Linked DNA regions of Mus musculus: regions 2, 3 and 4 are each linked to region 1. Evidence: chromatin contacts called from public promoter capture Hi-C and targeted proximity ligation data. All regions are on one chromosome and are shown on one strand. The core of a region is the stretch at or near the end of the contact, and the rest is flanking DNA. Distances in the headings are between cores, read along the strand shown.

Region 1 (3,445 bases), core at 321-2,820:
GTATGTGCCGACACCTCCCAGCTTAGATTACTTCTTGATATTCATGAGGTAAATAGTTTTTTACAGTATCTAAAAGCAACTCCTAGGACTGGAGAGATGTTAACAGTTCCTGTTCTTCTAGAGAACTTGAGTTCTGTTCCCAGTATTCTTATGGGTTGGCTACCCACCAACTTTAGTTCCAGCTCCAGGGGATTTTATGCCCTCTGCTGGCATCCACAAGTACCTGCACTTAGGTGTACACACACACACACACACACACACACACACAAATCAGAAGAAATGAATAAATAAAAGTTAAACCCTATTCCTACTGCCAGGTCAAAAACTGCTACACTGTAATAGGTGTTAGATTCCCCAAAATGCAGGTTTTGGCTATTTTTGTAATAATAGTTCACAACAGCTCAATGCTGGACTAGTTACTGAAATTTGTGACCTCTAACACAGCTGTAATTAAGCTGATCAAATCTAATCATTCAACACCCAGTTCAAAACAAAACCCTAGCAATAAACAAGAGAATTAATTGTGTTTTTACCACACTAAACCTAACAAGGGCCTTTAGATTTGGAAAAGAGATATAAAGGTAGGTAGTAGGTCTTTGCCAATCTATTCTCCCCGTAAATAAGGTCGGCAACTAGATGGTCAGAATTAATAGAAGTGTATTAGAATCTAGAGTGAAGAGACAGAGGGTAGACCAGGAAAGGGAATGGGGTGAGGATTGGAGGAGTCGTGAGTCCAGGAGGGGGCCGAGGAAGCTCTCTCTGGGTTCTTCCGGAAGCAGGATATGAAAACGGAATCCCTAGGAGACCCAGGAACCATCCATCTCTCTTTATTAAGGCCATCTGCAAGTCTCAATTGAGAAGGAGGGAATTCCACAGCACACCCACATCAAGAGCATTTATAGAGACCCATCACTTCCTTAAAGCTGCAAACGTGCCTGCCCACTTGTGCATCCATGAATTTATTTGCTATCTCGGCCAACTGCAGCTTTCACTGACAATGTCCAGAACCAATCATCTCCAATCATAGCCCTGCCTCTCCACCGACAGGTGAAAGACATAGGTGTCAGCCAATAAAAAATAAGAATGAGTATGTGAAGGCTGGACTCTGCCCCATTTACTTCAATGCATTCAGTAATTGGTAGAAAGGTTTGAGCAGCTGATATCAACCACCAATCCGTAAGGGCGGAAGAGGATGAAGGGCAGCGCGATGGGCGGGGGTGACGTGGCAATGACAGAAGCATAAACTGTAATGACTGACGGAAGTACTAGCCATTCGGAGGCCAAACCGGCCGTGAGCTCTGCATTCTCCCGTCCTCGGACTTCGGAAAGCCACCAATGATTTTGTAGCCCTGCCTGATTGGCTTTCCTGTTAGCCAATCGAAAGCAGGCCTGGAGGACGCGTCGCGCCTTGAGCTTCTCACTGGGCGGAGTAGCATGACAGGCCCGAGAGAAATGCCAATGTCCGCGGGGTCTTCCGCAAGTGACACTTGGCGGCACCAATCGCCGCCCTCCTTCCCGGCAGTCGAGCCCTCCTTCCCGCGGCGGGGCTGGCGGGGCGGGGACGCTGCGCGGCGGCGGCTGAAGCGCTAGCCGTGTTGGGCGCTCCGGGCGGCGGCGGCGGAGCTCGTAGGCGGTTCCGGTCGTGTCTCTCCGGGCGGCGGCGGCTCATGGCGGCGACCGAGCTGAGAGGAGTGGTGGGGCCGGGCCCGGCAGCCATCGCGGCTCCGGGCGGCGGCGGCGCGGGTCCACCCGCGGTGGGAGGCGGCGGCGGACGCGGGGACGCGGGGCCCGGCCCCGGGGTGGCGGCCGCGACGGCGGCGACGGCGGGCGGCCCGGGCCCCGGGGCCGGAGGAGTGGCGGCAGGCGGCCCGGGCTCTGCACCGCCAGCCGCGGGCTCGGGCGGTTCGGGCGCCGGGGGCTCGGGCTCGGCTAGAGAGGGCTGGCTCTTCAAATGGACCAATTACATCAAAGGCTACCAGCGGCGATGGTTCGTGCTGAGCAACGGGCTCCTAAGCTACTACAGGTAACTGCTTCCGGGGCGCCACGCTCACCTGGCCTCCCCCCCTGTGCAGCCCACAGACCCGCGCTGTCACTCTCCGCCGGCTGGCTTCACTGCCAAGGTCGCCCTGGGTCGCTGTCTGTCACCTGCACAGGTTGACAGCTTGCAGAAGTCAGAACCTGCAGATTTGACACACTGCTCTTGTCTCCGCTGTCACCCGCCCCTAGTGCCTCATCTGCCTCCATCCCTGGGTCTTTCCTGTCAGCAATTGTTTGGAGAGCATCTGCTCTGCCATTGTATTTCCGCTACCACGTGGGTGCAATCGCTAATTCTGCAAGTAAGGCACTGTTGTGAAGCTGGAGGGGCACAGACAGCGCGAGCCCGGGCACTGTCCCTCAGGAACTTACAGTGGAAGTTACAACTCCTAACTTTTTGTGCTCTAGTCTCTAAAATTTAATGTTTCTGATACACCCTTGATATACCTGCCCATGTCTACTCAGAATACACATTCCGACATCAGAATACCACACACAGGGAGACTTTGGGATTCTGTCCACCATATGTCTTACCTCTTCAAGCATGCGCGTACTTTCTCGGTCTAGACAGTCCACAATAGAGATGTGTACTCTACCATAGCTTTTACTTTTGCCTGCCCCACCTCTTCCCATGGGAATGACTGTCTTATCCAGCAGTCACCGTGCACCTTTTAGTTTTATTTAAGATTAAGTTTTATTAAAGGAAGAACACATGTTTTTGAAATGATTGTTAAGGTTTCACAGTGCTTATTTTGGTATGGTTAATGTATACTTACTGTGACTCATAGCATGGTCATAACATGTCACACTTCGGGGCTTATATTACTAGACAGAGGTGTTGAGAGGTGATTGGAGGACAGGTTATAAGCTTTCCCAACAGCCTTGCATTGTGGCTGGATGTCTTACATGCAACTGTTCATTTAGTGCGCATAGATCTCCTATCTCCCTGGGAGTTAGGACATGTTCCCATGTTCTTGACAAGAAAGCAGACTCAGCATGCGCAGCTCTCCCAGGGTCTTGGAGAAATCAGGATTTGAAACTACTCTTCATACTTTAAAACCTAAAACCTAGGTTAGTGCTACGTGAACCAGTTAGATACAGAGATAATCACCTAAGACACGGTTTAGGTTTATAGAGTGTGTTACAGTGTGTCTCATGAAGAAAGTACCGAAGTCTACTCTAAGAGGGATTTGCTTAGTATAATAATAACGCCATTTCTGGTTGAAATCTCTTCCCACAGTCCATCCAGTTTGGGAACCCAAGACACTGCTGGGGGCGTGGCTCAGCCTGTATTCCTTTTCAATTTCACCAGTAGTTTCTCTCCTATCAGGAGGCCCATGGGGGACGAATAACCTCCATGAACATCGTTGGCTTGGCTCGTAGAGAATTTTAAAGAAAGCCTGAAGACGAG
Region 2 (3,445 bases), core at 600-3,099, 3.0 Mb before region 1:
TTTGACCTGAGTCACAATGTTGCAGCCAATGTGACCGGCCGGGTGGCTAAACGTCTGCAGAGCTGTTGTGGGGCAGCAGCCAGTTACTGCCGAAGTCTCCAGTACCAGCAGCGTTCCTCCCGGGGCCGGGACTGGGGACTGCTCCCGCTTTTGCAGCCCAGCTCCCCTAGCTCCCTGCTGTCTGCCAAGCTCATCCCCTTACCCTCTGCCCCCTTTCCACAGGTCATTATGGCTTTGGTGGATGTGTTAAGGGAAGCACTAGGATGCCACATAGAACAGGGAACCAAGAGACGACGGTCAGAAGGTGCCAGAATTAAAGACTCTCCCTTGGGAGGGGTGAACAAAAGACAGAGACTTGGTGGGCAAGAAAAGAGCTTCGAGGAAGGGAAAGAGGAGCCACAGGGATGTGCAGGGGACCACAGTGAAAATGAGGTAGAAGAAATGGTAATAGAGGTTCGAGAGACACCTCAGGACTGGGCCTTGTTGCACTCGGGACCACCAGAGGAGGAGTTGCCCCTGATGACTGCAAACTGTCTAGACAAGGCAGCTGAGCATAATCCCATGAAACCTGAAGTGGCTGGAGAAGGGTCTCAGGGTGAGACAGGGAAGGAGGCATCACACCCATCATCAGTGAGCTGGCGCTGTGCCTTGTGGCACCAAGTATGGCAGGGGAGGCGGCGTGCCCGGAGACGATTACAGCAACAAACCAAGGAAGAAGGTAGAGGAGGTCCCACCACAGGAGCAGAGTGGCTGGCAATGGAAGCTCGTGTGACCCAGGAACTAAAAGGACCCAATAGTGAGCAAGAGAGGCCGCCGGGGGAGCCCCTCCTCAGCTTTGTGGCATCTGCCTCCCAGGCTGAGCAGACACTCACTGTGGCCCCACTCCAGGACTCCCAAGGCCTGTTCCCTGGTCTTCATCATTTTCTACAGGGTTTTATCCCTCAAGCACTTAAAAATCTCCTCAAGTGAGGAACCAAACCTCAAAAACAATAAAGCTGCTAGTTTATTTCATACAGACATTTAATGTTCTTTTGCATACTCCCTCATAAGACCATTACGAGGTCTTTGTTTTCCTCCTGGTAACGCCTTTTTTCTTTGCCTCAATGTAGCTTCTGGCCTGACTACTCTAAAACAGTCCTATGACTTCCACTTCAGAGCTCTCCTTCCCACTTGCCAGCACTTTCCTAGGGAGTGCCACCTCCACGAGGCAAAGGCACTGATTTCTGAGAACAACCTTTGCCCACACGAGACTTGTCCTGCTGCTCCAGGTGATGGGAACCACAAATTTGGGTTTAGGGTTTGTCTTTTCTATCCTTTAACGTGAAAGAGAGTTCAAATTGCCCATAAGCTGGAGTCAAGATTTATTTTCAAATTTGGATATGTGTAAACTATTGTATCAGAACTGGGCTGCCTTACCCGACCCTCTGGGGCGCAGCCAAGCCTGAGTGGTGCTGGTGACGTGGCAAGTTGGTCCGTGCTGCTTTGTTGTGTAAGTTTTAACAGCACGGAGTTTAATCGGAGCAGACCTACTTTCAGATGTTTTCGGCCGTGGGCCCCAGCTGAACAGACAGACCCTTTACAGAAAAAACCCGAACAGGAACAAAAGGAATTCAGTAAATTGCCACCCCTTCCTTAAGGCAGTTCCTGTAGTTTGTCACGGGTTCCAGATACCAGCCTTCGAGGGGCGGTGCTTCCGCCGGGTTCTCACACTTTTCCCCTCCCTGGGTGAGCTCCGTCTCCTATCAGGCTTCCGATTGGTCGGCGACGCGGGCGGGGCAGGATCGTCCAGAGTTATACTACGCAGGCGCCCGCTCTCTGCGCTCCAGGCTGCGGGCCCCACCCCTCGCTTTTTCCAACTCAGCGGGGCTGTAGACGGAACTGTCGTGCGTATGCCTTTTATGCCGTCCTCGCTTTCCGGCCGCTGTTTCCACACTGCTCTCTCCTTTCCTCCTCCCTTGTCTCCTTTGCGGCTTACTTTGCGGCAGCACCGACAGCCCCACCCCCTTTCTCTGCGGAATCACCATGGCGGCTGGGGTAAGTTTGCCGGCTCCGGTGATTAGGGTCACCCTATCCACCGCCATCCTTTGCCTGAGTGGGGCCAGTCGGCGCCAGGGGAGTTTCAGACCCAAGCCGCGAGCCGATCTGGGGTTCACAAGCCGTACGGTCGGAGAGCATGGTTTCTAGGGCCTGGAGGGGAACTGAGGCTGGGGCTCAGAGGCTAGAGGTGGAACGTTCTGGGGTTGAGGAGAAAAAAGATGCTGGGTCTCCATTGTCTGGACCTTTAAAAAGTGTTTAACCTCACTGCCATTTTGAGGTGTGGCGTCTGAGCAGGTTGGTGGAACTTTTGCCACCGTTTTGTGGGACAACAACGAGGACGTGGAAAGGAGAGGGTCTTTGTGGGAAGGGGCGACTGGCACGTTGGGAGTTGACCTTCGGGGAGGTTTGGGAGCCAGAGGAATAAAGGGGGGGTGAAGTGAGCCCATATGGACCCTGCTGGTGAGATTTTAGTAGGGAGACAACTGGGAACTCACTGCAGGACAGGACCAGAGGGTTGCTAATTCGCCATGTGCAAAGAAAGGCATTTCAGGAAGAATAACTGATGAACATTAGAATTCAGCGTGTCGATTCTGAGGGGAACTTTGAAATCCCTTGGTCTGTGTGTGTGCTTTTGAAGTGATAGCAGCCTGGAAGTAGTTAGACTCCGGGTCACCGCCAATGAATGAAACAAGGGTTCTGGGAGAGATGGGTGTGAGTGTTCGTGTGTTTAGGCAGATGGGACCAGAAGTTTTGAAGGGAAGAATGCCTCTAGAGATGTCCTTAAGAGAGGTCACATCTGTCGGTAAGCTTTATTTAGCAGCTGGGATGTTCTTCTTGGTATTTCAGAGGACTCTGATTACATGGGGCATACTCGGTTCACTAGGAGTGAATCTAAGCTGTGCACATTGGAATTGCATGGAAGTGTGCGTGGGGAGTGGCATTCAGGGTTCCTTGCCTCTAGTCCATCCTTCACCCTTTCTCTTGTAGACCCTGTACACATACCCTGAAAATTGGAGGGCCTTCAAGGCCCTCATCGCTGCTCAGTACAGCGGGGCTCAGGTCCGCGTGCTCTCCGCACCACCCCACTTCCACTTTGGCCAAACCAACCGCACCCCTGAATTTCTCCGAAAATTTCCTGCCGGCAAGGTGAGTGGGGAAGCATCTGGGATCTCTAGAATTCCATTATTCTGGAGATGGCCCCCATGGTGTGTGTGTGTGTGTATTTATTTATATATATATTTTTTTAAAGAAATTTTAAGGGGCTAGGAATGTAACCTATTAAAGCCTCTGAACTTGACTGCCCAAAGGAAAAAAATAATTTTGAAAGCTCCCGGAGACCGAGGCAGGGAGATTGTGTGAAGCAAGCCTATAAGTATAGTAAGATCCTGTCTCCATTGTAATTATGAAG
Region 3 (3,445 bases), core at 368-2,867, 2.8 Mb before region 1:
TGTGTCATATAAAGGAGGCAGTTCAACACTGAGATGAACAAACACCGGGCAGGGTCTGGAAGGGTGCTGGGTATTGGGCCCACTTTTGCTGTGGAGCTGGGACTGGCATACGACCATACTCACCAATTTGGAGGTTTTTCCCATCCCCAAAATTCAGGGATAGTTTTTGGATTGCTTCATTGTGGGGGCCCCTTTTTCTTTTCTAGAAGATGAGAGGGGCTGTAAATCTCAAATTCCCACTTAGGGCTTGGTCTGTAAAATGATCAGTCTCCACCTAGAGACCTATCCAGAGTCAATTTTCTAGTCAGAAGATGATTAGTGACTTTACTGTTTAGCAGGGACCGGATATTATAATAAAAGATTCTCCCAGCATCTGTTTCAAGATTTTTGAGCTTAATTTGGGGGAGGCAGAGAAAACACACAGATGCAGAGGGGTAGAGGGAGGGAATGTACACACAGGTCTCAAAGCCGAAATGGCTACATTTTATGGTATGTAGAGTCTACCTCAAGACCCACAAATACCAAAAGTCTACACCTGTAAAGCCAGCACTTGGAAGGCTGAGGCTTGAAGATGGTTTCAGGCTATGGAGGGCTCTCCAACAAGATGCCTGGCTTTTAGTATTGAATTCTTAGGGGGCAGGCTATATAAAAGGCGAATTAACAGACTTAAAAAAAATTCTCAAAACAAGTTGCTTAGTGCAAAATGAGGAAATTCAGCACTGCATCTTGCTCTAGAGTATTATTTGACCACAAAGCCAGTCAGACTGAAGGATACCGCGTCGGTGTGGACAGGAACTTGCTCCGATTTGGCATTATTCACCTGGCAAGCATAATTTACCTGCGTTGAACTCTGGGTCGTTTTCCAGGACAGTCACGGCTCCTTCCACAGCATCTACCGCGCTCCCTCCCGCCTTGAGGATTTTGTAGCCCTCGGTTGCCGCTCTGGCGATGCCCTCGCGCACCAGCTCTTTCCGGTTGGCTGAGATGTTGCTTGCTCCGCCACCATGGACTACCACCACGAGACTCACATCGATGGAGGCTAGGCATCAGGAAGAGGCGAGTGTCATTTTGTACCGGTCCAAGGGAACCAACTCAAGTGAGCAGCAGCGTCAAAGTTGTTTCCGTTCAGTGTCGTCCGTCCCCCCCCCCCCCCCCCCCCCGCTCAGTGAGAGTTTTGTTACAAAACCCCAAAGCGACCCAAGCCTCCCAGCATTCCTCCCCATGCTCTCCCACTCCGACCTGGCAGGGGCATCTGTGGCTCAGAAAGCCTGGTGTCAAGACTCCGAGCCTGCGCTTGTGCCACAGCGCTACCCCTCAGCCTCAGTTTCCCCAGAGAACACCAGCCTCTATTTCGGCGCCAGTACTGAGGTCGCATGTATCAGAGCTCCAGCCCTCCTCCCAGGAATCTCTCTGTGCCTCAGTTTCCCGGGGTCCGTGCTCTCTGTTCCAGTTCACTCCACCTAGGGTCCGGGGTACCCTGAGGACTGGACTTCCCCACGTCCTTCGGACCTGAGCTCCTCGTCTCTGGTAAATCCTACATTTTTGTTCTTGTTTCTTTTCCCATACCTCGGACTGGCGGCGCCACGGTGCCGCGGGCGCACGCCATGATGTCAAACTGGCCAAGCCACCAGGCAGCAAACCGCTCCGCCTGCAACCGCTCTGCAGGCAACGGTTCCGCGCTTGCGCACGAGGGTGGGGGCCCGGGGCGCTGCTGAGTTACCGTAAAGCCCCGGGGTCCCTAGCGCTGCGCACCAGCCTTCCGGGACTCCAGATCTAGAATAACATTGCTTTTCTACTTCCCTAGTAGCACGCGGGACCCTTTGTCTCCTTTGCCTTGAAATTATCGCATGCTCTTAAGTCTTGCTAGTTAGAATGCTACATTAAAACCTTTTCCCTTTAAGTTCCCCATCTTAATCTTTCGGAAGAGAAGAAAATAAAGTATACCTCTGCCTCTAATTTGACAGATTCTGTTCATTAGACACTCTGAGAGCCCAGAAATCCCAGCTCCTCTCCTCCTCTAAGTCTAGGGATGCCAGCTCTAAATCCTTTCATCTCTCAGTGCCCTCTTTTTGTTGACATTTCTTCTTTCCTTGCTTCCAGCAGTTGTGGCGGCAGGGGTAGAAGACCAAACACTTCGTATTCACCAAAGGGATCCTAGAGTCTAGTTTTGTTCTGATAGTCAAAGAGGGAGAACAGATGCCAGTGACATCTACAGGTTTCTGTAGCAGTGACACCTAGGAAGAATGCCCTGCTTTATTATGTAAAGCAATTTTACTTGAATTATGAGTTTGTTTTTTTCTCACAACCTTTGTTTTCTAATTTTAAATTTACTGAAGCAATATTTTATTTTCGTTATCAATCGCTTTGTACTGTTTATTGGCTAGATGAGTTGGTGTCAAAGATAGACTTTCATTTTGCAAGTCCTTCTCTCTTTAAGGTGGGGCAACCCAGGCTCATATGTTAATGAAAAGGGCTGACCTTGTGTAAGACTTCCCAACCATTACTTCTGTAGACCTCAATAAACCTCAATAAAGATGGCTTCAAATGGTCAGGACCCGGTGGGTAAGTGCCAATTTTCCTAATATTTTTTCTTGTTTCCATCTTACCACCAACTAGAGAAAAGTTGTATCTGATTCCCCTAACCATCACAAAGGGCCATCTTTTCTAGTTAGTCTATCCCTAGCTTCCCTAGGCCAAGAGCATCCAAACAGGACACAGCCTGTTTCCCCATAGAGCCCTTTCCTACCCGTTTGCCTGCTTCTGAGTCTCTACCAAAACCAGTGGCTGGTTGGTTCCTTTGCATTAGCAAGGTTTGAGTAGATTTGTCTTGTCCTCATTGGGGTGGGTTTCATTTATTGTGTTTATTTGCTACATAATTAGAGATTTCTGCTTGAAGAAAGATCATATGCAAAAGAGATGTTGGAGAAGGGACCAGCCTTTGATTCTGGAAACCAGAGCATCAGGTCTGGTATTACCCAGTCTTGGTTGCCTGTCCACCTCCTTCCACAGTATTCTATGCTTTCCCACTAGTGATATCTTCACCCCTTTCTCTTTCTTCGAGAGACTTTACATCAGAATGTGAGGCTCTAAGAGTGGCTCTGCTATAGAGAGGAGTTTGAATTTGCTCTAGTTAAAAAGAAATTGAGATGGTCTCATACATTACACTCTGGCCTCAAACTTACTATGTAGTTGAACCTTGTAGGCATAATTTTTATTGTATACCGTGTAAAGATTATCCTTCTATTATTCAAAAGCTGATTTCTCTGTCCCCATATCTAGTTGCAATCCAGACAGGGCATTGTAATGCTTATTCTAAGTATCTTCTGCTTCAGTGTTGCATAAGCATTGCTCCCCATTTAGTCTCTGATTTGTCAATAAGAGTTGACCAGCCAATGACTGAGCAGGAGAGAGGACAGGCCTGGACTTTCTCCCTTCCTTTTTTTTT
Region 4 (3,445 bases), core at 497-2,996, 2.6 Mb after region 1:
AAGAAGTCAAAGGGCCCCAGAATCTTCCCAACCTTCCAGCCTCCTGACCCAATAAATCAATATCGAAAGTTTGGCCTCAGCGTTTTCCAAGTCTCCCCAGTTTCGATTGTTCTGCTTCCTTTTCTGTTTACCGGAGAAGAAAATGCTTAATTTCTTTACACCTGCCTAAAGGAAAAAGAGGCCCTGACTTGCCTTTTCTGCCCACAGGGGGGAAATGGTAATACCTTTGTGGGGGGGTGGGGGAGGAGGGGGGTAGTGTTGGAAGGGGGTAAGACAAGAGCTAAGCAAACAGAAGGATCAGCTAAAGTCAATATCGTTACCTGTGGTATTGAGCCTGTAAAAACTGAAACTCTTCCTTAATCCGATCACAGGATTCTGAAATTGTAAATTTGAAGGGTTGAGCAGGCTGATGCGGTGCCTAAAGAACAACAATAAAATATTTAATTAGCCCACATCGCAGGTGGGGGGTGGACAGCCCGCGGTCCGAGACGTGGGGGGGTTGGTCGCGCCGCTCCCGCCTCTCGCTCGCCTGCTGGGGTCCCGGTGCCTCCGGGCGGCCTCCCTCGGCTCAGCTTCTCAGCCTGGCTTCCGCCTCCCCCCGTCACCCCCCAAACCCCCGAGCCCCCGGCCCGGCTCTCCCATCCCTCCCTACCCGGAATCGAAAGTGGCCCGTCGGAGGCAGCCGCGCCATGGCGTCGAGCGGCCGTCAGCTAGCAGAGCGAGTCCGGCCTGTGGCCGCCGGCGCCCTCCACCCCGCAGACTCGCGCCGCCCGGCTCGCCCCCCTCGGGAGAGCCGCGCGGGCGGAGAGCGGCGGCGCGCTGCTTCCCGGGGCTTCAGAGACAACAATAAGAAAATGGCTACAAGTCGGTCGCCTCCCGCACCCTCGGAGCGGCCGGCCGCGGACAGGGCTGCGGGCGCGGCGCCACTCACCGGGTGGCGCGTCTGCGGGTACATCTTGCTCAGGTCGCGAATCATCCACGCCGCTTTAGTTGGCTGCGCCAGGCAGAGGCGCGCGGCTCATCCGCTTCGAGGGCCCCGCGGCGGCGTCCCGGGCCTGCGGGTCTCGCGTGACGCGGGCGGCAGGCAGGCGCGGCGGCTGGGCGCGGGCGGCCGGCTCCGCATTCCCCGCGGGCGTCACTGAGGGCGGCGGGCACCGTCCGTCCTGCGCCCGCCGAGCCCCGCGCCCGCCGAGCGCCGCCCGCCTGCTCGCGCCCCACTCCAAACTTTTTTTATTTGTCTTTTAATTGGCTGCTATTCCTCGGAATGAATGGTCGCTTCTTCCCTGAGAGCGAGCGCAAACTCCTTTGGTTCGGAAGAGGTCTCGCGGCGCTTGGGGGTTCTCTGGAGATTTTTTTTCACTTCACAGCAACGATCTTTTAAAAGGCACCTTTTAGCTTCTTTTACCACATTTCATTTCCTTTTCTTCCTTCCTGTTTTTTTAGCCCCAAATTGAAGGGGATTATAAAAATAAAAGAGCGAAACGCTTGCGGCTTTTTAAAATTCTCTTTCAAACTCTGCGAACACCACCTCAAAATAATACACGAGTGTGTAAGAGGGGGAAGAAGGCAGCCAACAGCCGAACGCCCGCTCGGAACAGCTCTAACAACGCGCTCTGTGTAGGTGACTTCTTTGACCAAATTTAGCAGCAGCTAATCATTAACATTCTGATACATATTCACGACCATCCGCGGAGGGCCCAAGGAGCATCCCGGGAGATGTAGTCCTCGCGCGGCTACTGTGGCCAAGGATGCCTCCAGATTGACTACAGTCTCCGGCTAGCCCCGCGCGCTCTCCGCGGCGCTCTCCAGGAGCCCCGCCCTCCCGCGGCGCGAGGGCGCCGCATCAACCAATCGGAGATGGCTGAACATTAATCGCGGTTCTGTGTTACTGCCCATCATTTCACCGCTGACAAATGGCAAGCCAGGAGGGCGGGGCCGGGCAGGCTAGGCCCACGTGGGGACAGGGCGTGGCGTGGAGCTCCGACCAATAACTGCAAAGAATTGGTGCTGGCGGAGGCGGGGCGCAGCGGCCCGCCCGGGGCGGAGCCTCGCCCTGGCCGCTGTTCCCTAGTGCGAGCGTTCGAACCGCGGAAACATTTGTTCAGCTGTCAATCAAAGTAACGTGGGGTGGCGAGCCGCGGCGGCTGCTGTCGCTGCTGCACTGGCTGCATCTTTAGAAGCAGGTTTCGGCGGCGATGGCGGTGAGACTGCAGGCCGGTCCGAAGACGCCCTCCGAGGCTCATCTCCCGTTCGACGCGGAGCCCAGGCCTGGCGACCGCGCGGGGGTGCGCACTAATTAGGGCCCGATGTCTCCGTAAAGAGACAAGCTCGGCCTTGTGCAACGCGCCGAAACCCCTGTTGAGACAAGAGAGGGAGGATCGCGCTGATCCCACTCCGTGCGGTTCACATCCATTTTACGCGCTGCTGGAGCCGGCATAATTTTCCGCGTGAGCGCGGACGCCGTCGGCCCGGTTTAGAGCCGCAGCCGGGAGGCGTGCACTGGGCCGGTCCCAGAGCTTCCCGGCCGGCAGACTCTTGACATTCCCTTTCTTTAGAGGCACCAGTCAACTTACTCCGGGGTTGAAAGAGGGTCCGAGTGTGGACCGTCGGGCCTTGGGCTTGTGATGGCCTACGGAAGAGGGTCAGAACCCGGGAGTGGCAGCCCGCCCGAGGCAGTTTTGAGACTTGGCGGGTGTTGGGAGCCTTAAGGCTGAGCTAAGGAACCTCTGACCCCTGGGCAATCAAAAGAATTCGGAAAAAGTCAAGCAGGATTGTAGCCAAGGCTGCTGTGTTTGGGACATTCATTTCTGAGTCCCACCTTAACTCGAAGTGCAGGCTAATACGGTGCTGTTGGTTCAACAAATGTGGGAAAAACGTTTTTCCTAATGATAGCGCTTTCCACGACAGAGGAACCGGTAGCTTAATGCCCAATTCAAGGCGTTCTGTGGGCCTCACTAGTACTGGCCACTGAGGACACCGAGGCAAAGAAAGACTGCAGTAGTCTTGCTAAAAATCCAGAACTGAGGCTCATACAATGCCTCCGTTCTGTAAATTTAATTTCCAAAATAAGAGGATGGAGGACTTGCCTCTGTCTCATACCCAATTATTAAAATGCGGCCAATCCAGAATAAAGGGGATTCACATAAAGAGGATTTTGAACACGTGAGGGTTTTTTTTTTTAAGCTCAACAATAATTGCATATTAGGACTGCATTTTTAAAGCTATCAGTTAAGCAAAATGGCTTTATTTTGCCTGTTTGAAAAAAACTTGCTTCTTAGAAATTTTGAAAAATTTTATACATTTATTTAGTGTGGGGGGGGCGGGGGGATTTGAGTCTGTGCGTGTGTGTGTGTTTGTGTGTTCACAAGCCCTGGAGATCAAGTGACAAGTGCATGTACCTGTTGAGCTATCTTGCTGGCTCCAAGTTATTTCCTGAAGCTCGCAG

What was found. Promoter capture Hi-C pulls out the DNA fragments that hold promoters and counts their contacts.
Region 2: a contact with region 1 is called in a targeted proximity ligation map of astrocytes, with 4 times the contacts expected there. A contact is called at or near these places in 6 of 39 promoter capture datasets (the 3T3-L1 cell line, cranial neural crest, hippocampal neurons and 2 more) and 1 of 130 datasets of targeted methods (astrocytes).
Region 3: a promoter capture Hi-C map of pre-B cells shows a contact between it and region 1, with 2.4 times the contacts expected there. A contact is called at or near these places in 6 of 39 promoter capture datasets (the 3T3-L1 cell line, cranial neural crest, hippocampal neurons and 2 more).
Region 4: a promoter capture Hi-C map of pre-B cells shows a contact between it and region 1, with 2.7 times the contacts expected there. A contact is called at or near these places in 2 of 39 promoter capture datasets (erythroid cells and pre-B cells).

Annotation. Positions count from the first base shown.
Region 1 is chr19:11,964,274-11,967,718 of GRCm38.p6, forward strand. Osbp (oxysterol binding protein) reads left to right here and starts at 1,571. Exons shown (of 14, transcript NM_001033174.1): 1 at 1,571-2,023. The coding sequence starts at 1,668.
Region 2 is chr19:8,965,192-8,968,636 of GRCm38.p6, forward strand. It overlaps Eef1g (eukaryotic translation elongation factor 1 gamma), which reads left to right and starts at 1,850. Exons shown (of 10, transcript NM_026007.4): 1 at 1,850-2,034; 2 at 3,025-3,183. The coding sequence starts at 2,023. Tut1 (terminal uridylyl transferase 1, U6 snRNA-specific) reads left to right here. Exons shown (of 9, transcript NM_197993.3): 9 at 1-1,019. The coding sequence ends at 969.
Region 3 is chr19:9,133,949-9,137,393 of GRCm38.p6, forward strand. It overlaps Asrgl1 (asparaginase like 1), which reads right to left and starts at 1,618. Exons shown (of 7, transcript NM_025610.3): 1 at 1,567-1,618; 2 at 839-1,039. The coding sequence starts at 1,606.
Region 4 is chr19:14,596,437-14,599,881 of GRCm38.p6, forward strand. Tle4 (transducin-like enhancer of split 4) reads right to left here and starts at 1,747. Exons shown (of 20, transcript NM_011600.3): 1 at 932-1,747; 2 at 321-418. The coding sequence starts at 976.